Linked DNA regions of Gossypium hirsutum: region 2 is linked to region 1. The links are chromatin contacts, called in public Hi-C maps. All regions are on one chromosome and are shown on one strand. The core of a region is the stretch at or near the end of the contact, and the rest is flanking DNA. Distances in the headings are between cores, read along the strand shown. Region 1 holds the start of LOC107954647 (CLIP-associated protein). Region 2 overlaps LOC107954644 (transcription factor PIF1).

The links. Hi-C and Micro-C count contacts between places; a contact is called where the count stands out from the background.
Region 2: a Hi-C map of leaf shows a contact between it and region 1, with 2.8 times the contacts expected there. The contact joins the enhancer-like site here to the promoter of LOC107954647 in region 1. A contact is called at or near these places in 2 of 34 Hi-C or Micro-C datasets (both in leaf).

Annotation. Positions count from the first base shown.
Region 1 is chrD07:29,283,448-29,287,612 of Gossypium_hirsutum_v2.1, forward strand. It overlaps LOC107954647 (CLIP-associated protein), which reads left to right and starts at 2,061. Exons shown (of 22, transcript XM_016890262.2): 1 at 2,061-2,913. The coding sequence starts at 2,581.
Region 2 is chrD07:29,513,437-29,517,601 of Gossypium_hirsutum_v2.1, forward strand. It overlaps LOC107954644 (transcription factor PIF1), which reads left to right. Exons shown (of 9, transcript XM_041096493.1): 7 at 1-279; 8 at 366-444; 9 at 746-1,144. The coding sequence ends at 762. Among protein-coding and RNA genes, the nearest start is that of LOC107954644, 6.1 kb to the left of the region's middle. Within about 2 kb of position 1,680, at least 3 of the 9 cell types and tissues checked have an H3K27ac peak or open chromatin away from gene starts, as enhancers often do. A contact at or near this core is called in leaf, where this site is marked.

The sequences.
Region 1 (4,165 bases), core at 811-3,310:
TTTCAATTTCATCTTTTCCTTTTATGTACTTTTATATTTTATTATTATTATCATTATTATTTATGTTTCCTTTATTATTTAATTAGTATTAGAATAGTAATTAATGTGATTATCGCCACGCTATTATTAGTGCATTTTTATTGTCATTATCTTTTTTTTTGTGTTCTTGTTATTTTATTATTGCTTTTATTTTTTGGCACTTTCATGTCTACTATTTGTTAATCATGCATTTTTTATTTTTATTCTTATTTCAAGTTACCTTATTTATTTTATTATTCTTATGATTTGATTATTAATATTAATATTATTATTAATTTCATTAGTATTACTATAGTATTCCTTATTTACTTATTATATATTATTCTAATATTTTACTTATATAGCCATTTTACATTATTTCATTATTACTATATCATACATTATGTTTAAATATAATTATTGGTTTTTGTACTATGCCCAAACAAGTTAAATGCACATTACTTTAAATGTTACGTTCGTCTTCGTACGATGCATAAAAAATAATTTTTTTAAATCAAGGTAATGTTCATTATTTTGAAATTAGAAATGTTGTGTTTCTAACTTATGGAATATGACTTCTTTCTAAAACCGAGATAGTTGAATATTTACTTTAAAATAAATAAAAATGAGATTTAAGTAACGATCAATTGACGTTTATTCTCGTTTCCAAGGACTTAAGACATTGTGTCCTAACTTACGCGACATGATCCTTTTTCTCGATTAACTTGAGATAAGCCCTTTTCGTGAAAATTACTTTAGTTAGGTAGTGCCTTAATACAAAAATGGAACTCTTTTCAAATTTCTAATTCTCCACACTAAGACATCAATTAATCAATTAAGTATCAATTTCGGGTGTTACGAGGGTGCTAATCCTTCCTCGTGCGTAACATACTCCCGAACCCATTTCCGGGATTTGGTAGACCAAAATTATTATTTTAGTAAATCAAACTTTTTATTAAAACGATCAAATTGTAAGGTGATCCGATCACACCTCAAAAAAAGGATTGGTGGCGACTCCATTTTCGTTTTTAAAAAAAAATAAAAAAGTCGATTTGAAAAAAAGAAGTTTCGACAGTATTTAATAAGGACGAAGTGAGGAAGGGGTTGTTGCTCAATATGATTCCATTTCACAATTATAATAGTAGATTTTGGGACACCTATTACATGGTGATTGGAAAAAAAAACATGAAAAATTGTCTTTCAAAATTTATTAAAAACGATTTTTTTTAAAATATATGAAAATTTTAAATTTTTAAGTACTTAAATTTGGGTTGATTTATCCATGTATGCTGAATAAAAATAAAATTTGATAATTTATGTTCTTTTTTTAATTTACCAATATATATTATGTTTGGAGAGAGAAAGGAAAATGTGTCCTACAACACGTTTCCCTTTTTCTATTGTGAAAACACATCAACAACGATGTGCTCAATAATAACGACGAAGAGGATAAGGAGTTGTTAGAAGAAGAAGAGGAAGAAGATTATAATTCCCCCTCTTTGCTACCTCAATCAATTGTGACCATCGTACCCTCCACCTCAATTCCTGCCATTCCTCTTGCCGTTCCTTCATCCACTGTCGTGATTGTCGATGATGTTCTTCTTGGGGATTCAACTCCCGACTCCAAACACCAACGGATTGATTCCGCTGTTTTTGAGAAAAAACCTCATTCACCACAACAATTCAATGAATTGCGACAATTATTTTCACAAAGTGAAACGTGCCTGTTAGACACATTTTTTTCTCTCTCTAAAAATAATATATATCGGTAAATTAAAAAAATTAGTATAAATGGTCAAATTTCTTTTTTGTAGCATATATGGGTAAATCATCCCTTAAATTTGAGTTTTATCGGATGTATTGGTAGGTAATTCATTATATATATATGTTATGTATGCATTTTATTCTTTTTGCTTTTGTTTAATTGTTAATTCTGTTGAAAATTTTCTGTTAAATTTATTAATGAAACATTTTAAAATAAAAAATAATTACTCGATAGTTAATGTAATAAAAAAAATAGGGAAAGTAAGTTGTTTGAAATAAAAGAATAACTAGAAATTTTAAACCAAAAAATAGCTGGACTAGTAAATTCCAAATCTGAAGTATCCGATCATCCCTGTGTTATCCTTACGACGGTTACAACTGAACAAAAAAAAACTAAAAAAAGAGCACATCGCAGTCTCGCGCGAAAACAAAAAAAAGAATGGCAAAAACTCGTAAAATAATACAAAAGGGATGGGCAGTTTCCTTAATTACCTGAACCACACACTTTCATCATCTTCTCCGTCAATCTCAGTCCACTTTACCATCTCTACTCCTTTCATCCGTAATGATAATTTCTTTTTGAGGAAAGAAAAGAAAAGAAAAATTAATAAGAAAGAAAATAAGCGCAACTTCTTCGCTAAGTATCTCTTTACCAATAACAATCATTTTCCTTGCCTTTAATTGAATTTCTTTCCTCTCTGCCAAACACATTTCCTCAATTTTCATTTTTATTGTTTTTTTTCCAAATTACTGGAATTGGTTGAGAAATTTAGATCTGAGGACAGGATCGGGATCCAGATGGAGGAGGCACTGGAGCTGGCACGCGCCAAAGACACCAAGGAGCGAATGGCGGCTGTGGAACGTCTCTACCACCTCCTCGAAGGTTCCAGAAAGAGTCTGACTTATTCGGAGGTTACTTCGCTCGTGGATTGCTGCATGGATCTCCTCAACGACAACAACTTCAGAGTCTCCCAGGGCGCTCTCCAGGCACTTGCTTCTGCCGCCGTCCTCTCTGGTGATCACTTGAAGTTGCACTTCAACGCGCTTGTTCCCGCGGTTGTTGAACGGTTAGGTGACGCTAAGCAAACCGTCAGAGACGCTGCGAGACGCCTACTTCTCACTCTCATGGAGGTAGAGTTGCTATCTATTTCCTTTTATGTTATTGATTGTCTACTGCTAGTATAATTCCTTTTCCTTCTTATAACTGACTTTCATGCATATCAATCCATGGAAGACTTTTGTCCCTCCGCTTTGTGGAACTTTACCGTACCAGAATGTTTTTTATTCATGGAGATAGGAAATACGGTTTTTCTTAGCTTTGAATGAGTCAAGGGCTTCCGAATTGTTTTACCTTAAAATAATTCGTTATCATTTTTGTCTTCGCAATTCTTGGTAAATGGAAACCTAACTCATTCCTTATTTTATTGCTTTCTAAAGTTACCTTAGCTTTGTAGAAGTCATTAGTGAATGCTTTTATGCAATTGAATAATTACCATCCTTAATTACCTCGGGATGGCTTCCATGTTTCTTGTGGGATTAGTCATTCATTCCATTTTAATTTTTTATTAATACTACTAAGAAAGCAAGTTCGTGAATTAGGGTTCCTCATGCAATTACCTCTATGGCTATCATATGTTATTGAAAAGCAGATGCTTGATACTCTTCTACTCTCAAAAGATACGTTTATGTTTAGTGTGGTTTAAAAAGTCTGCTGTGAAGAACTAAAGCATTAGCTTTTAAGATTTTCTTTTCTAGTTCTCACTCTAAAGCAAGACTTAAGAACCTGCATTGTCATAATGGCTATGGACAATTTAGTAAGAATACAAGTTGTCAAAAGCTTTTTCACTTTTCTTGGATCCCATTATGTGGTCGTTTCTTTCACTTGCTTTTTGCTTGCTAAAGGTTGGTCAAAAAAGAAAGAGAAAATGGTAGAAATGAAACCATAATAGATTGGAAGTTAACAAAATTACTGAAACCCATCTCCAATTTAGTAAAATCATGCAGCATTTTGTTCTCTATAAAAGTACACTGTATTTTTGAAGTCTTCATAAATGTTATTTGCTTTTGTATCTAAGTATTCCTTTTCTTTTCTGTTTTATGTTGTGGAAAGTAGTAACTTCCTTAATCCATATGCATTTTCAAGTAAGATTAGTGATACAATGAGGGAGTGGACAACCTCAAGAATTTGTCCATTGCAATTTTTATTTTTTAAATTTCTTTTCAATGCCCGGTGGTTTATGGTTTTATTTTTATATCTGTTTTCATAAGGAAAGGGACTAGATTATATGTTTTGCAATTATATTTTGGAGTAAGTATCAATTTGAGTGCCTTGCTGAGTTTTTTGAATTATTATTTTAAGATAAGTGGTAAACAATTAGTTTGA
Region 2 (4,165 bases), core at 430-2,929, 230 kb after region 1:
CCATTTACAAATGTTTTGGCTGGCTCACCATTACCAACACCAGCAGCTGCTGCTCATCTGGGTCCAAGATTTACTATGCGACCCTTTCATATGCCACCACCGGCTCTGGCTCCAGCTCCAGCTCCTGATCCATCAAGAATCCAACCAAACAATCAGTCAGACACCATGTTAAACCGGCTTGGTGTACAAAACCCAAACCAGCCTTGTGTCCCAAACTTTGCTGATCCTTATCAGCAGTATAATATTGGTCTTCACCCGATGCAATTATCCCCTCCACTGGTAGTGTTTAGCATGTCATTCTCAAAATTATGGCTTCACATCTATCATGTGAAGTACTGATTACTAATTAATTTCGCCTCTTACAGAATCAAGCGATGGCCCAGCCAAGTTCTAGTAAACCCAGTACCAGTAAGGGAGCTGATAATCTTGAAAATCACCCATCAGGTAGGTCCATTGTTGTCTGCTTCACCATTATTAGAAGATGGTTGTTGACAAAAGTATACACATGAGAAATAAGAAGATAGTACATGCCATGTCGCCCTCTAATCATTTCTATAATTAGGATCTACATATATAGCATTTACAGACTTGAGCCATTGTGGTGAAATTAACCTGGTTTCCACTAAAATCATGTCAGCTCGAATGATGAGTGAGACATATATTTATTAGCCATTAATTAAAAGTTCACTTACTGTTTAATGATGGATGATTTCTAATGTACTTTTTATTGGATGACAACATGAAGGTGACATGACAAGATAGCACTAAAAGGATTTACAAGTGGTGGCCGGCCAGCATCAACTACTCTCAGGCTGCAAGCAGATTCTATTATCTGAATCCTGGTCGCAAGTGCTGCTTGCTTGTGTATTCCTTTGGACTTCCATAACATGAAAACATTGAAGAAAGAGCTCCTGTGCATTACAGGTTGACAATTCTGTTTGGGATCACTCAGGGAAAGGTTCTTACCTTTTCTAAAAAGTTTTGTTAGTGTAAGAGAACCTTCTTGTCTGAGACCAACTTAAAAAAAAAAATACTAGCTAAATGTTGTAACACAGCTAGAATGTAATTATTACTCCACCATAGGAATATTTGGTTAAAACAGTTTGATTTTCTGTTTGTTCAGAATAAGAAAGAGGCTTAGACAGCAGAATGTAGCAACAAAAGAAAAAGTCACCCTTGGCTTTTGATTGGATGACTCTGGTTTGCTCACAAACCCGCCCAAGTGGTTCTTAAGTTATTATTATCTTTGAGTATAAACAAGATTGCAAATATTAATATTGGAATCTTGATCAATATAGATGTGGTGTCGAAAATTGTCTTAATCAACCAACTTATTGAGGTCAATTTTCAATACTGAGGGTAAAAGTTTTAAGCAGGACAAGGGGGATATTAAGCAGAGGTATGAAAAGAGGTTTCAACTTGTAGATTGGTTCTCTTCTGAACCTGAAAAAGGTGCAGAGGAGCGAATGGCCACTTTTTCACTTTGCCTTTTTTATGAGCCAAAATTCATCTTCTCTCAACCTTAAAAAGAGTGCATAAGAGAAATAGTCGCTGTTCCCTTTTCTTTTTTCTTTTTCTTTTTATCTTTTTCTGAGTGCTTATTAAGCTATGGTCCAATGATTCCTAATCCAAAAGGCAGGCCAACCAAGAAATGCCAATGATATAGGTATGAGAAGGACCCTTTATTGATAATATATGCTGAAATTAATGTAGGTTGACAACAATATGTGGGAACAGCAATGCTGGGGCAAGATTGTCCTCACGACGCCTTAATAATAATAACATGGTGTCTTTAAAACTATGAGAACGACCTCTCATTTGGGATACAAAGAACAAAAAGGGGTACACATTCAGATCACCTAATGGATGAGATGATTGGCTTTCCTTCTGTTCTTATTATCACAATGACAACAAGTTTTCACATTCTCTTCAAAACTGCATGAGACAAACCAAGGCATAAAATAGTCAACCATCCCCTCTCAACTCTTCTTTCTTATTCTCTACTACCATTTGACAGCTTGTTGGTTGGAAGATAAAAGGAATGGATGGGAACTGGGAAAGGCTATACCAAGCAAAATGCTATTGCAAAACTCGAGGAAGAGGATATAAGGGTTTAGCCAATCAATACGCTGCCGTCTCCATTTTCAGGTTCCCAGACGGCAGCATGATTTCCTTTCCTCCTCCATGCAATCACAACTTGGACATAACCATATCGACATCATTGTAGTCAGCGAAGAACTGTTTGGTAGATGAGTTATTGAAGATGTTCATCCTTGAAAGTTTCACGGCCGGAATAAGCTGTTTGGTAGATTTAAGGCCCAAAAATCTTCATGCACACAACTTCCATTATAAAATTTTGGATAATTGCAAAAAAAAATTAAGTGTATACTAATATTATCTAAGTACAAGTGTAACGGGTCACGGATCAAAGCTCATCTTGAGTACGTAAAGAGTGTCCTATGGACGTCAACTAATTAAATGTAGCTTTTTTGATCCATTTGAACTGACTCGACTGTGAAAGATATAAAAAAAATTTATCTACTTGAAACCTTAATGACCCAGTGAAACACTCCACTAAAATTAGAGTTATTAGGGTAATTAGTGTAAGCCCTAATGATAAAGATATATAGAATTTAAATGTCAGTTGTAGATAGACTCTAATCTTGCTCAATTATAAATAGAGAACTTCCATGTAATCCTTCATAGTAATTTAATACTATTAAAAATATTTACACACTTTATGTACGTGGCATTTTATGTTCTTTCATTTCTTTTTTATTTTAAATTGCTTCCACTTTATTTATGGTGTTTGAAGAAAATTTCTATCGAGAATTTTCAACAAAATCACTTAAAGTTACATGAATTATGAGATAAAATTTCTAATCCTATGACACAAAAACTAATCAAATTTTAATTAGTTTTAGTATGTAATTATTTAACTACATACTAAAAAATAGTTTACACTATTTAAAGTTTAAACTCTAGCGCTATTAGGTTTCAGCATTTCTCCCGCGAATATGTTCTTCTTATGCAATTCAATGCAGTTGGAGATTCTATGCTGCTGAAAAATATCAATAAGTTGCTAGTTTAAACTATAATGAGGAGAAAAAAACAGTCAAGCATTTGCCTCCACTTCTCATGACCGTAAGGACCTTTTTACTAGAGGTATTTGAGCTATGTAGCCTGCATTTGCAAAATATTTGAAGCGTTTAACTTGGGTCATCAACTTCCTGAAATCCTGGGTTAGCCAGCTAAAAGATATGAAACAAACAACATTGAAATGAAATTAAGAATAAGGAAGAAAGGATTGTGTGAATGCGTATTTCTTTGATAAATGTGCTTTTTATTCATCCAAAAGCTACAAGAAAAAGACTATAGGAACACTCTTCTAACTGTAAACTTTACAAAAGAATTAAGCAAGTCTAATGTTCAAACTTCACGTAGAAGAGGCAAATTTCCTAGAAAGCCTAGCATCAATAGAGCCTTTAATCAACACATAAAGACCCTCCACCTCCCTTCATGGAGGCACACCACGACAGTCTAAGAAGAATAGTGACCATCGATTTCTCTTTTCCAAACTGGTAAAGCCATAAAGTATACATTACCTGCAAATTACAAGCATATAAAACCTTCTCCCATAACAATTTAGGAAAAACACAATCACCAAACAGATGATCTCTTGATTCATCATGACACCCACAAAGAATGCATACAGGATCAACCTGACATCCCCAACTAAATCATCTACTCTTAGTGGCCAACTTGTTCTTCACAGCTAACTAGGAAATGAAGGATTATCTAGGAATATCCTCAGATAATTCTATTCCGAGGCACCTTTTCTTGCTTATGCTTAATATGTTCCCAAATTTTCCATGCCTTACAAGAGCCCGAATCTCTCCAATCTGCAGCATAAGCTATGTACTTATACATGTTACAACATATCTAGAATGGAAAAAAGCTAAGTAAAGTAACTAAAATCTAATCCTTACAAGTTTGCTATTTAAAATTGTGAAAGTTACATGAAAAAATAAAATGAGAGGATTTATTTAATAGGTGGTGAAATTAGCTATGGTAATATTAAAATTAACAATGAGGTTATTTTACCCAAATGATTCAAAAAACAATTATTTATATAAATGATTCTGGTTTAAAAGTAATCACTCAA